Regions from separate parts of the Mus musculus genome. Here regions 2, 3 and 4 are each linked to region 1. The links are chromatin contacts, called in public promoter capture Hi-C and targeted proximity ligation maps. All regions are on one chromosome and are shown on one strand. The core of a region is the stretch at or near the end of the contact, and the rest is flanking DNA. Distances in the headings are between cores, read along the strand shown.

Region 1 (2,702 bases), core at 103-2,602:
TCAGCACCCCCACCCCAACCCAGGCCCTCTCCTTGTTTCCACTTCCTTATTTGGGTTTATCACACTGCAAGGAAAAGGAGAAACTTTTCCCTTTAGTCTGGCCTGGGGGAAGGGGTATCCTGGGGCCCCGGGGGTACCCACCCTTGCCCAGCACACCTGCAGCTAAGGCCACGCCCCCAGCCCCTCCCCTTAGTTCTCACTCCTGCCCCACCCTGCCGGAAAGAAACCCAGCGTCTTCCAGGCCTATGGCCCGACTGGGAAGGAACAGTAAGGAAACTCAGGCCGCCTGAGTTGAGGCCCTAGGGAGCAAGGAGCCCAGGGGGTAGGAGAGGGAACAGTACAGAAACGTGGGTGAGACGTGATATCTAGATAAGAAGCCGCAGGTGAGTATCAGGGAAGTACCTGAGAGAAAGCAATAAAAAGTGGGGACCAGGATTTATTGAGGTTCAAAGTCACTAAGTTAAGGAGTGGGGAGCAAAGTTCCCAGAGTTGGAGGAACCTGGAAAGGAACAAAGTCTCCGGTAAGGGGTGGCTCGGTGCTCCCATCTGAACAGAAAGCTCGCTGGAATCCAGAAGCAGGACGAAAGGGTATCAACCAGGGCAGGCTGGAAAGGGATGACTATAATGGCTCAGGCAAGCGAGGCACTGAGAAGAGTAGGATCCCAGTGGCACCCCACCCAAGGCAAGGATGTCCTATGCCCCCATGGGGGTCCTGTGCCAGGAACAGGGGTCTGGGGACCAGACCAAAAACTAAGAACCAGCATGGAGACTTTGATATTCATCGTTGGCAAGGGTGGAAAAGAGTGAGAAGAAGGACAGGATTTACAGGGGTTCAAAGTCTCCATGCCAAGAAGAGCCCAATTGACCACAGCTACTGTCTTGCGGGGGAGAAGAGCGGGGACAACGACAAAGTCTTCAATTACCAGGACAACAGGGGACTCAAGTTTCCGGAGTGCAACAAGGCTGGAATAGGGGGTGAGGTGGTCAGGCAACACTGAAGTGGGGGTCCCTGGCATTCATCTAGTCGAATGTGACTGAAGGAATCCTTCGATCTAGGCAGAGCAGAGGACAGCCCACTCACTTACCTCGTCCCATTTGATGAACTTACTCCCGCGCCGCAGGGTCTCCACCACGGTGGGCGGCTCCAGCTGCAGCGCGTGGACGCCGGGCCTCGCGCCCGCCATGGCTAAGCCAGGGGCGGCTCGGGGACCTACGGAGCCCCGACGGGAACCGACGGTGCCACTGCTCTCTCCACACGCTCCCGCGCGGCCCGCTCTGGCCCCGCGGCGTCAGCGCCCGCCCGCCAGCCAGTCTGTCCCGGACGGACCGGAGACTCGGCGCCCGGCCCCGCCCCCGCAGAGCCCCGCCCCGTCGGGCGGTGCCGCCCCCTCCCACCGCTATGGTGCCGCCCGACCCACGGCGGCGCCCCCTCGCGGTTGGGGCGGCGACTGCAGCCAAAGGGATGATGGATGGAATGGGGGGGGTCTTTGTTGGCCGGCTGACTCAGTAGGACTCTCTTTTTTTTGTCTTAGATAAAGTGCTATTGAGGGTGCACCTGGAAAGACGGGTGTTGGAGCCGCTCAAGACATGCCAAGGTCAGCCGGTTGAGGACTCAGGTGGAAAAGGCGAAGATAATAAGGTTAGGGGACACAGACCCTTGTCCTCAACCCGACTCCTACCGCACTTAATGAGCTCAGGAAACGTCGTCACCCCATCTCTCTCCATCCCACTCCACCCGCGTGCCCTCACTTTGCCTCTCCCCCTCCTGCTGCAGCACAGTCCCCCCTCCCAGGGAGCACTTAGCTGGCTAATGGGCCTCCCGCCGGCAGGCGCCCCTCCCCCGTCCCTAGCTCTGGAGGCCTGGAGCTGCCACCTCCTTTGAGGACCCAGGCATCCTGGTTTTCCAGAGAAAACCTTGCCGCAGTTCTTGTGCTGCTGACCCTGTGACGGGAGCCAGTCTCAGTGAACCTCTTAGTTGAACATAGTGAAAGATGGTTGTTTGCCCAGAGGTGGCAGAAGCCTCGTGGGTGTCCCCAAAGGAGGGGTTGTGCAGCTCCTGGCCCACAGCAGGTGCCCTGAAATCTGTGTTCCAGTGATCTGAGGAACCGAAGGGGCAGACCCATGGGCACCGGCCGGGGTGGGGGCTGTAGCCCCCCCCGCAGGGCTTGGCTGGGGGGGCTCCTGCCTGGGGGCCCCTGTGGGAGCCCCCCCAATACAGAGGAGGCAGCAGCAGCAGGTTTAAAGTAGAACTCATCCAGAGGGGCCAGCCAAGTCACCTAGAAACCCAGAAAGAGTTGGAGCTAGCTCTGGGGGAGGAGGGTCGGCTAAGGAGGAGCTTCCCTACCGGCGCCTTTGCCCCAGGCGCTCAGGCCTCCAGAGGAGCCCTGCCTGGCACTGGCTGTCCTCCAAATCGCCATCATGGCGGCAAACTTAATGAATCTAGTTGTCTTTGGCTGTGGCCTTGTGCAGTGGTGTGATTGTTATCTCCACTTGAGGCCCAGAGAGGGGAAGGGACTTGCCCAAGGTCACACAGCTTCCTGAGAGGATTTAACCCCTCTTTCTGCTTCCTGCCTCTGCTCCCTGGTCTGTAGGAGAAAAGGGGGGGGGGTGCAGGCCTGTCATCTCCCTCCTCTTCTTCTTCCTTCTCCTCCTCCTCCTCCTTCTCCTCCTCCACAAGGACTATAAGAAAATACCCCTTCAGA
Region 2 (2,702 bases), core at 121-2,620, 900 kb before region 1:
TCACTGGGACCCTTCTCACCTGAGTTTCCCCCAGGAGCCAGGGCTGAGGCAGGAGCTACCAAAGCCTTCGCATAGAGGAGGAGGCTGAAGATAAAGCTGGTGAGAGTGGTCGCAAAGGCCAAGGGCAGGAGCATTCCAGGGAGTGCCCCCAGGGGCAGCCCCACTGACACCCCCAGCCCCATCAACAGGGCTGTTAGCACCAGAGCCTGGAAGCCTGAACCACAGCACAGAGTGAGCCCTGGGGTGGCTTGCATACTTCCAAAGCCAACACACACACACACACACACACACACACACACACGCAGTTCTGGGAGAACATTGGCCATTGGCCTGGAGCTGAGTAGTAGCAAAAGAGGTAGATGCACGGCGAGGTTCCCATAAGGGCACAAACATGTCATCAGAGCTGGTCCATAAACCTCCCACCACCCTTGGAACCCACCCCAACCCATGTTAACTGCGATTCAGGGAGGGGGGGGAACCCCAGTCACCATTAATAGGGTAGCGCAGGCGACTCTTGTCCTTCAGTTCCAGGCCTTCGGCCACCTGCGGGTACAGGGCAGGTTTTATAAGAGCTGGGGATGACTTCCCAGGCTCCAGCCCTCCCTGCACCCTCCTCCCTGGTGTGTTAAAACAGATCACACACCTTGCGTGCAGGCAGCAAATAGAGCGCCACCTGCAGGCCGAGCCAGATGAACAATAGCAGCAGAGCCCATGGGCTCCACAGCTCCTCCAGCCCAGGCAGATAGGCCGGTAGGGCCAGGAGGCGCGCCGGGCCCGAGCGAGCCGCCAGGAGCAGGTGGAACATGGTGGCAGGCAGCAGGATCAGTAAAGCCGCGACGCCTGGAAAGAGGGCCACTGTGTAGCGTGACTGCTCCCAAGAGCTCTCTCAAGTCCTCGGGCGCCTTGAGTCACCTGCCTGCTTAGCAGTTTCCCAGCGCCATACTCCTATCTTAATTTTCATCTTGTTCCTCTGCCCTCTGGCATTCCCAAAGACCATCCTGCTCTCCCAACTGTCTTTCATTACACAAACTCCCCGCTGTGCTGCTGTCAGCACTCCCTCCTCTTCTGCAGACACCCCGACACCCGCGCACCGGATCCTTCTGCTCCGAGCCTTCTATAGAGCTCGTATCCTATCCTGCTCCCGTTAAGTGGCATCAGGTCAGCCTCCACCCCAAACCTTCCCATTTACCCAACGGCCCCCCGAATTCCAGTGGGGCCTGGGAGGCCTCACGAGAAGTCATGATCTCTGCTTTGCCGGGGAACAATGGTTCACAAAAGTCGATCAAGGAAACACAAACCGCCCCATGCCGGGTTATGGCTCTGCATCAGACACGGAGGTGGAAAAGCTGCTGCTCTTGTTCATTGATCTTTAAATGGACGCGCCCTCTGCCCACCCTGGGCCCAGCACAGTAGCCAATCAGCGCTGGGAGGCGGGCCCCATGCTGGCGCCTCAGAAGCTTCGGCACTGAAACCCAACCCGGGCGGGTCCCGCCCCTGCAGGCAAGAGGAAGGAGGAGGACACATAAGTTTATTAGAAGGATCCATGAACCCGCCAGCGGGGAAGGGCCTCTAGGATGAGAACAGGGCACAGGGAGGACAGGGCGATAGGGCTACTACGCGACTCGTTGGCAGATTCTAGCCGCGCTCGCAGATGACCTCGACAACACTAGGTTCCATGGGCACTGGGTCGGGACAGCGCAGAGCAGCTGAGGCTACTACTTCGTCCAGCAGCAGGTGCACTAGCTCCTCATCAGCCACAAAGCGCCACAAGTAAAGCTGCAGGAAGTGGCAGTCCACCTGCACCTGCTGCAGCCCAAAGCGCCCAAAGGTGCGTAGGCGCACACACTCCAGTAGTGTCTTCAAGCTGATCTTAATGATGCCAGTCAGCACCGACACCTGCAGGTGGACACAGGGATGCAGCTCAGGATTGCCGTCTTTTGGGGAGGAGGATACATCCAAATTCTGAGCAGAGGCAAGGGAGATAAAGACAGAAATTTCTAGGGCTCAGCTAAGAAGGGAACAATGCAATGTTGCCACCATAAAGGCGAGGGCAGGTAAACCCCGGTGGTCAGATCAGAGATGGGGCCTCATGAATACGATGGGCAGCAGTCACCACTGACTACAAAGTAAAATGGAGGAAAGATATTGCTGAGCTTGGGCTTCGGAGGGGCAGAGATCAAGATATGAGTGGGAACCCCCGATGACTAAAGACTAGTTTGGAGAGTAAAGTGTGGACAAGGTGGTTTTGCTCTGGACCTAGAGACAGAGATTACGTAAAGTGATCTTTAATTCTGCTCAGATGTGGTCCTAGGGCTCTCTGGGTTAGTGTGGGAGCCACCCTTCCCCTGGGATGTAGAGGAGAAGGTACTTCAGACCTTGTTGAATTCCACGGGGCTGAACACATCGATCCGTTCAGAGAACAGCTTCTGAATATTGCTCAGGAGGTTTGTGTCCATGGGAGCACTGGAAGGGGGAAAGAAAGAGTGAGAGGCCACTCTGCCCAGCCTCCCTCTTCTGTCTCTCAGGGAGGCTCCTAGCAGCCTGACCTGGGTGTGTAGCTGGGTGCATAGCGGCCCTGCTGCCGGGAGCTGCTGTACACAGAGAAAGTCCTTTTGCTTGAGTCACTGCTCTGGGCCTTCCGGACACCCTCTTCATACAGGAGCCCCACCTGGGGGAGAAAAGATGCGCTGCAAGGTCAGAGC
Region 3 (2,702 bases), core at 70-2,569, 640 kb after region 1:
CAGGAGCTGGCTGGCTGTTTTTCCATTAGGATCACTGAATAAGATAATTGGAGCCCTGTCTTTCTCTTCAGCAGGCTCAGCACAGTGGGTGCTCCACAGAGGGTGTGCAGACAAGCTGGAAGGGGAACCTGGGGCAGTGTCACAGGGTCAGCCCTTATAGGTGGCTTGTCAACTCCCAGTGGCAATCAGAGAGCCCAGACCACTCCGAGGAGCCCTCCAGGTGGCGGTCTTAGCTTGCGAAGCAACAGGCTGTGGGGACCTAGGAGGTTTCAGGTGCTTCAGCCCTGTTGCTCAGGCACCTGGGGGGCGGGGGTGGGGGTGGGGGAGGAGCCAGAGGCCAGGATCTCTACATGGCATGGCAGCTTGGCAGGCAGCCCAGTGGCTTCCAGTTCCCAGGCTCTTGGCAGAATGTGTTAATTAACTGCTCTGATGGAGGTCTCTAAGGAGGAGAGAACCAAGCAGGGGAAAGTAATAATTAGTGCTCATTAGTGGTAGTGCCTGCTGGGAGTTTGGCCTTCTGAAAACGTGGCTGGGCTTCAGAAAGTCTCCTGGGCACTGAACAGGGGGAGGGAGAGAGGAATCCACATTCTCCCTGACTAGGAGGGTTTCCCTCAGGCTTGGAGAAGGGGCTGCCCTTAGTCATTAGTGTCCCTCATAGCAATCCACCTCCATTCTTCTAGCCATCTATCCCAGAAGAGGCGTATTGAATAGGCAAGGATCCTGGAAGCCCGACCAATCACTTGCAGGCTGGAATTTAGCTGATTGGTCGTTTTATTACGCTTACTCACCGGGTGGAAGACTGGCGGCTGCAGGATGAAGCTGTCAGGAATCGGGTCCAGGTGTTCGTCAGTTGACATGGGGGAGGGGCAACTTCAACTCAGCCTCTGATCCTGATTCCAGCAACGCGATTCCCCACGGAATGGACTCACTTTTCCCAGCCTCTGCAACAGCTATCCAAGCTGTTAGTCTTACTTGTTCGCTATGGAGTTCTAATGCTTCTTGGAGCCGACCTGGGAGGGGCACTGGCCCACCTCTAGGAACCACATCAACCCCCGCTATGATGGTACAGCAGCAGCTTTGCTGGACTGGACCTGCTAGCAGAAACTCCCGCGCGTCCAGGGGCGGGTAGCTGGCACTCACTCATGGACTTGCTAACTAGCCCATCTGTGTCTGTGTCTGAAGCACTTGGCCACTTCAAAGGGAAGCCTAGGGCCGGCTCATTTCAGCGAGGGCTTTTGTTTCCTGGGGCTCACCTGGGCCTTCAGCGGATAGTAGGAAGGGAAGCTGCTGCTGCTGGTGGTACACGTGTGCAGGTTCCTTAAGAGGCCCCGCCCCCAGGTTCCTGGCTCCTCCCGCATTCATTCCCTGGTTGCTTTCCCCTCTCTTCCCCTTTCCCCCAAGTTGTTCAGTCCCTTGAGGCCATTTCAGCATTAGCTGCAAATGCCAGGGACCAGCTAGGGTCACAAGAAAGTGGAGTGACAAAGGCCAGGCAGAGGAGGGCTCCCTTGGTCTCAGACAAAGCAGCACTGGCTAGAGGGAACACAGCCTCTGCTCTTACATGCTGTGTCCTTCCACAAGTCACTTCTCCTTGAGCCTCCCTTTGTTCATCCCGGTGTCACAAGGGTGACCATGGCTGGGCTTTGTGTTTGAGCCTGGACCCATATTGCTGTTTTAGGAGAGGCCTCTAGGCCTGGCTCAGATTCCAGTTAAAGTTCCTCTTTCAAAATAGCATAACTCCTCAACTTTAGCCTACGTTGGGAGGTTTCCTGATCTAACTATGGGGTCAGACTTGGCAGCAGGGAATTCCTGGTATGTCAGCTACACAGGGTGTTGGTACAGTCGTTCCAGGGATAAGAGCGCCATGTGAGGGGCCTGGCGGAGGGATTGGGCAGGTCTACCTCACCTGATCTCCCCACCTAGAAGTTTGCCAGAAAGGTGAACTGTGGCGTCTCCACCCCGGGACCTACTGGAGAAAGCTCTTTGGGAGTGAAGTCCAGGAAATGGCCTTGCAGGCAATTCTACTGAGCATTAATGAGAAACCCTGACTTGGGTTCTAACTGAAAGCACTTTGGGTGCCAAGCAAGGAGTTTGTTCAGCTGTGGCTGGGTAGGTGTGGCAGGAGAGCTGAAGGTGTTTCTGTGGGAAATCCAATCCTGGGTGTGTTCAGAAAGAGATATGTTCGCCACAGTGGGGAGGAGAAACGGCAGGTGGAGAGACCAGTTGAGCCAGGCTATAGTGCCCTGCACTGTAGTCAGATCTGGGTCCCCAAGGCTAGTGGTGCCCTTCCCCCACCCCACATCAGCCCTGCTGGGAAATGAGGGAGGAGGGTGCACTCATTTACTTGGGTTGTCATAACAAAATACAACAGATTGGGTGGGGTGTAAACAACAGAACTCTATTTTGTCTCTGTTCTAGAAGTTCAAGATCAAAGTGTTGTCTGGGACCTCTGTTGTGGGTTGGCAGCCAGCCTTGTTCTCATACAGTTGTCTCTGCTGGGAGGGTCTTGGACGATTGCAGAATACCTTAAGAATCCATTCCGCAGACCAAGAAAGGGACCTTCTTCACCTGGGAGTCAGTTGACAACATCTGGACACTTGATGGAATAATTAGAGGGTGTGAACATTAGGAGAAAAACTAGTCAGGACGAATGGACAAAGTTGGCAGCTGGCCCACCACCATTCAGCTTAGCTGGAATTATTTTT
Region 4 (2,702 bases), core at 117-2,616, 520 kb before region 1:
GCCTCCCTTTCACGGCACCTAGAAACCCTCTCAGTCCTTGGCCACATTCAGCTTTGTTAGGCACACTTGTGAAGCCACAGATTCCCTGATGGAGAAGCAAACAAGTATTGGCAGTGACTCCCTTTCTACACTAGGAGCTCTTAAGAGTTGTGGTTTCTCACGTGCTGATGGGAGTTGTAGTTCCTGACTGTGGCCTGGCCACTGTGGGTGATGGAGGAAAGCGCCCCCTGCCTGGCGCTTCAGGATTTGAGCATCTCAGATCCAGCTAGGGCTCCAAGAAGCTCCCAGGGCCACATCACATTACACTGCACATTCTGATCCCTGGAGTAACAGTCTCCATGAGGGTCCACCTTTGCTTCTCTCTCTCTCTCTTCTCTCTTCTCTCTTCTCTCTTCTCTCTTCTCTCTTCTCTCTTCTCTCTCTCCCCTCATCTTCAATTTTCTTGCTACCATTGCCCACCTGCCTACCATGCCTCTTCCCTCTTCTTAAATGAGTTCAGGCTCCCCCAGACCTTAGAAATCTCTTTCCCTTTCTAGGTCAGGAGGACTGAGGTCCAGTCAGCTCAGGCTTTGCGGCATAGCTGGCTTTGCCTCCTCCCCTGGGTCCACCTGAGGAGTCCGGGAACGGCCTCATTTCTGTTCTGCGCCTTGGCAGCCACAGTCCAGCCTCAGCCCTGCCTCTCCTTTTTTTTTTTTCCCCTGACTTCTTTTGTTTGGTCCCAATCACTTTTTCAGGTGGCTGCCGTATTTTCCTCTCCTTCTGTCTGTGTCTCAGCGATGTTATTTGCTTTGACCGCAGTGAAGGTGAGGGAGTGGGAGGGGAGGTCTGACCTCTGGGCGGGTTTAACAGTATGGGTGGTGAAGCCAAGGTCAAATGCATTCCTGTTTCTGGTCCTTGAGCCCCCTGGCTCTGTCAGTGTCTGAGCAGCAGGCCTGGTTGCTATGGAAACAATAAAGCTCCAGAAAGCCTTGGCTTCAGTTCCCCAGAGGTCCCTGTCCCCTTTCTATGCTGGCTGGCCCTCCTCCTTACCTGTCCCCTCAGGGTTCCCTCCTGTTCTTTATCAATAGGGTTCCATGTGACCGCTCCTTCCCTTACAGCCAGTCTCCATTTCTCTCCTGTCCCACTGAGGGTCCATCTTTGTCCCCTTCTACACTGAGCTCCTCACATCACCGTTAAATATGTCCTTGTCTCTGCTGGTCACCTCACCTTCGCTTAGGGTCCCCCGCACAGAGGGAGGGATTCAGATGGTCCCAATGTGGCCCGTGCCCTGCCCCCTCAGCTTGCTGCCCTGTGGCCTCAGGACAGAAGGCCTTGCCAGCTGCAGTGAGGGCTATGCCAGGCACTGGGGCAGCAGCTGGTGCCTTGGCATCCGGATGCAGCGGGGCAGTGTGGGCAGCCTGCCTGGAGGGAGAGAGGCAGGCTTGTGTGCTGGAGAAGAGGTCTGCAGAATCTGCAATGAGATCCCCGTGCTGGCCCGTGGGTCTGTTCCTAGGGGAGGACAGGTGTCTCACAGTGGTCCTCTGTGCCCATCTCTCAGTGCCTACCCTTCCTTCCCTGGTCCTTGAGAACATCTCCGGAGAAGCTCAGAGAGTTCAGTCTCTGCCTGGAGACCCTCACGACAAACACAGTCCTGTTTGCCCCTTACCCGTCTAGGGAGGCTGCAGGATCAGTATTTACTTATAGCGGACAGAAGTCACTGCCTGGGTGCAGGCCACCGCTCTCTTTGGTTTGGAATCTGGTTTTCTGCCTGGGCTTGTGCTCTGGTGTGTGAAATTGAGAGACTGGACCCCAACTCTCTATTTTTAGTCATGGTCTTCCTATTTGTCATCCACTTGTAGACCCCCCCCCCCAATCTTTATGGCCCTTCCATGAGTTGTGGCTTCCCCCACTAAAGACTGCCAGTAAAAATGGAACTTGAACTGGTTGCTGTGTCCATGCGTACACGTGCATAAACATATACGCTCACACATGTACACAGAGGTCATGTACACCCACGAGCATGCACACACGAAAGCCAGGCCCTCCCCTGCCGCTCACCGGGCAGTGTGGCTGTCTCAGGTTAGAGGAGGAAGTTGGGAGATGAGGGAGAGCTGGCATGAGCTCCCAGGTGAATGTGGCAGAGTGGCTGTCACCTGGTGCATATCCCTGTCCCTTGCAGTGCCTCCCCACATGCCTTAGTCCTGTCCCTCTGCACTCCATGGCTTTCCAATCTTCTCATCTGTGCAGGGCTAGACAGCTTACTCACTGGTTTCATCTCTTATGGGAAGGCCTGAGAGTACCCCTGTCACTGGGTACTGAGGACAGCTGTTACCAAAGAGGAAGTGAGAGGAGAGGTGGGCAGCTCAGGAGACACTTGGTGCTGCAGTCCTAGAGAGGCATCCCAGGGAGAAGCCTGGCAGAGCCTCTTATTTCTCCCTCACATGCCTTTGTTCCGGGGTGGCAGAGGTTGAGAGGATTGGTAGGGAGGAGACGGCGAAGCCTGTGGCTTTGTCTGGCCCTGTGGCAGCTTAATTGTCAGCTGTCAGTGTGAGAGCCACTTAGCAGCCTCCTGCTTTGGAAATGGACCTGGGGGAAGTTGACTTTTGGTAGCAAAGGCAGCAGGGTCCAGGATGACAGCATGTAGGAGGGGAAGAGGGCCTAAGTTTAGAGTTGGGACCACAGGACTCCAGTGTCCAGGACCCATGCTTAGGTCGCTGGAAGTG

The links. Promoter capture Hi-C pulls out the DNA fragments that hold promoters and counts their contacts.
Region 2: a contact with region 1 is called in a targeted proximity ligation map of extraembryonic endoderm stem cells, with 4 times the contacts expected there. A contact is called at or near these places in 1 of 39 promoter capture datasets (liver), 1 of 484 Hi-C or Micro-C datasets (embryonic stem cells), 4 of 130 datasets of targeted methods (bone marrow-derived macrophages, extraembryonic endoderm stem cells, pancreatic cancer cells and 1 more) and 1 of 9 other capture datasets (embryonic stem cells).
Region 3: a contact with region 1 is called in a targeted proximity ligation map of pancreatic cancer cells. A contact is called at or near these places in 1 of 39 promoter capture datasets (liver) and 1 of 130 datasets of targeted methods (pancreatic cancer cells).
Region 4: a contact with region 1 is called in a promoter capture Hi-C map of embryonic stem cells. A contact is called at or near these places in 8 of 39 promoter capture datasets (the C10 cell line, the HPC-7 cell line, cranial neural crest and 4 more), 19 of 130 datasets of targeted methods (the 230-238 cell line, the NIH/3T3 cell line, bone marrow-derived macrophages and 9 more) and 2 of 9 other capture datasets (embryonic stem cells and liver).

The regions. Positions count from the first base shown.
Region 1 is chr19:6,968,462-6,971,163 of GRCm38.p6, forward strand. Plcb3 (phospholipase C, beta 3) reads right to left here and starts at 1,353. Exons shown (of 31, transcript NM_001290349.1): 1 at 1,086-1,353. The coding sequence starts at 1,184. It overlaps Gm52400 (a long non-coding RNA gene), which reads left to right and starts at 235. Exons shown (of 3, transcript XR_003952919.1): 1 at 235-383; 2 at 1,533-1,639.
Region 2 is chr19:6,066,480-6,069,181 of GRCm38.p6, forward strand. It overlaps Tm7sf2 (transmembrane 7 superfamily member 2), which reads right to left and starts at 1,371. Exons shown (of 10, transcript NM_028454.2): 1 at 1,190-1,371; 2 at 644-840; 3 at 489-543; 4 at 20-214. The coding sequence starts at 1,241. Vps51 (VPS51 GARP complex subunit) reads right to left here. Exons shown (of 10, transcript NM_001081041.1): 8 at 2,547-2,668; 9 at 2,376-2,463; 10 at 1,363-1,896. The coding sequence ends at 1,636.
Region 3 is chr19:7,605,874-7,608,575 of GRCm38.p6, forward strand. It overlaps Lgals12 (lectin, galactose binding, soluble 12), which reads right to left and starts at 1,320. Exons shown (of 10, transcript NM_001356574.2): 1 at 1,254-1,320; 2 at 789-950. The coding sequence starts at 857.
Region 4 is chr19:6,452,210-6,454,911 of GRCm38.p6, forward strand. The region is part of intron 5 of Nrxn2 (neurexin II); the gene reads left to right. Among named protein-coding and RNA genes, the nearest start is that of Gm14965, 35 kb to the left of the region's middle.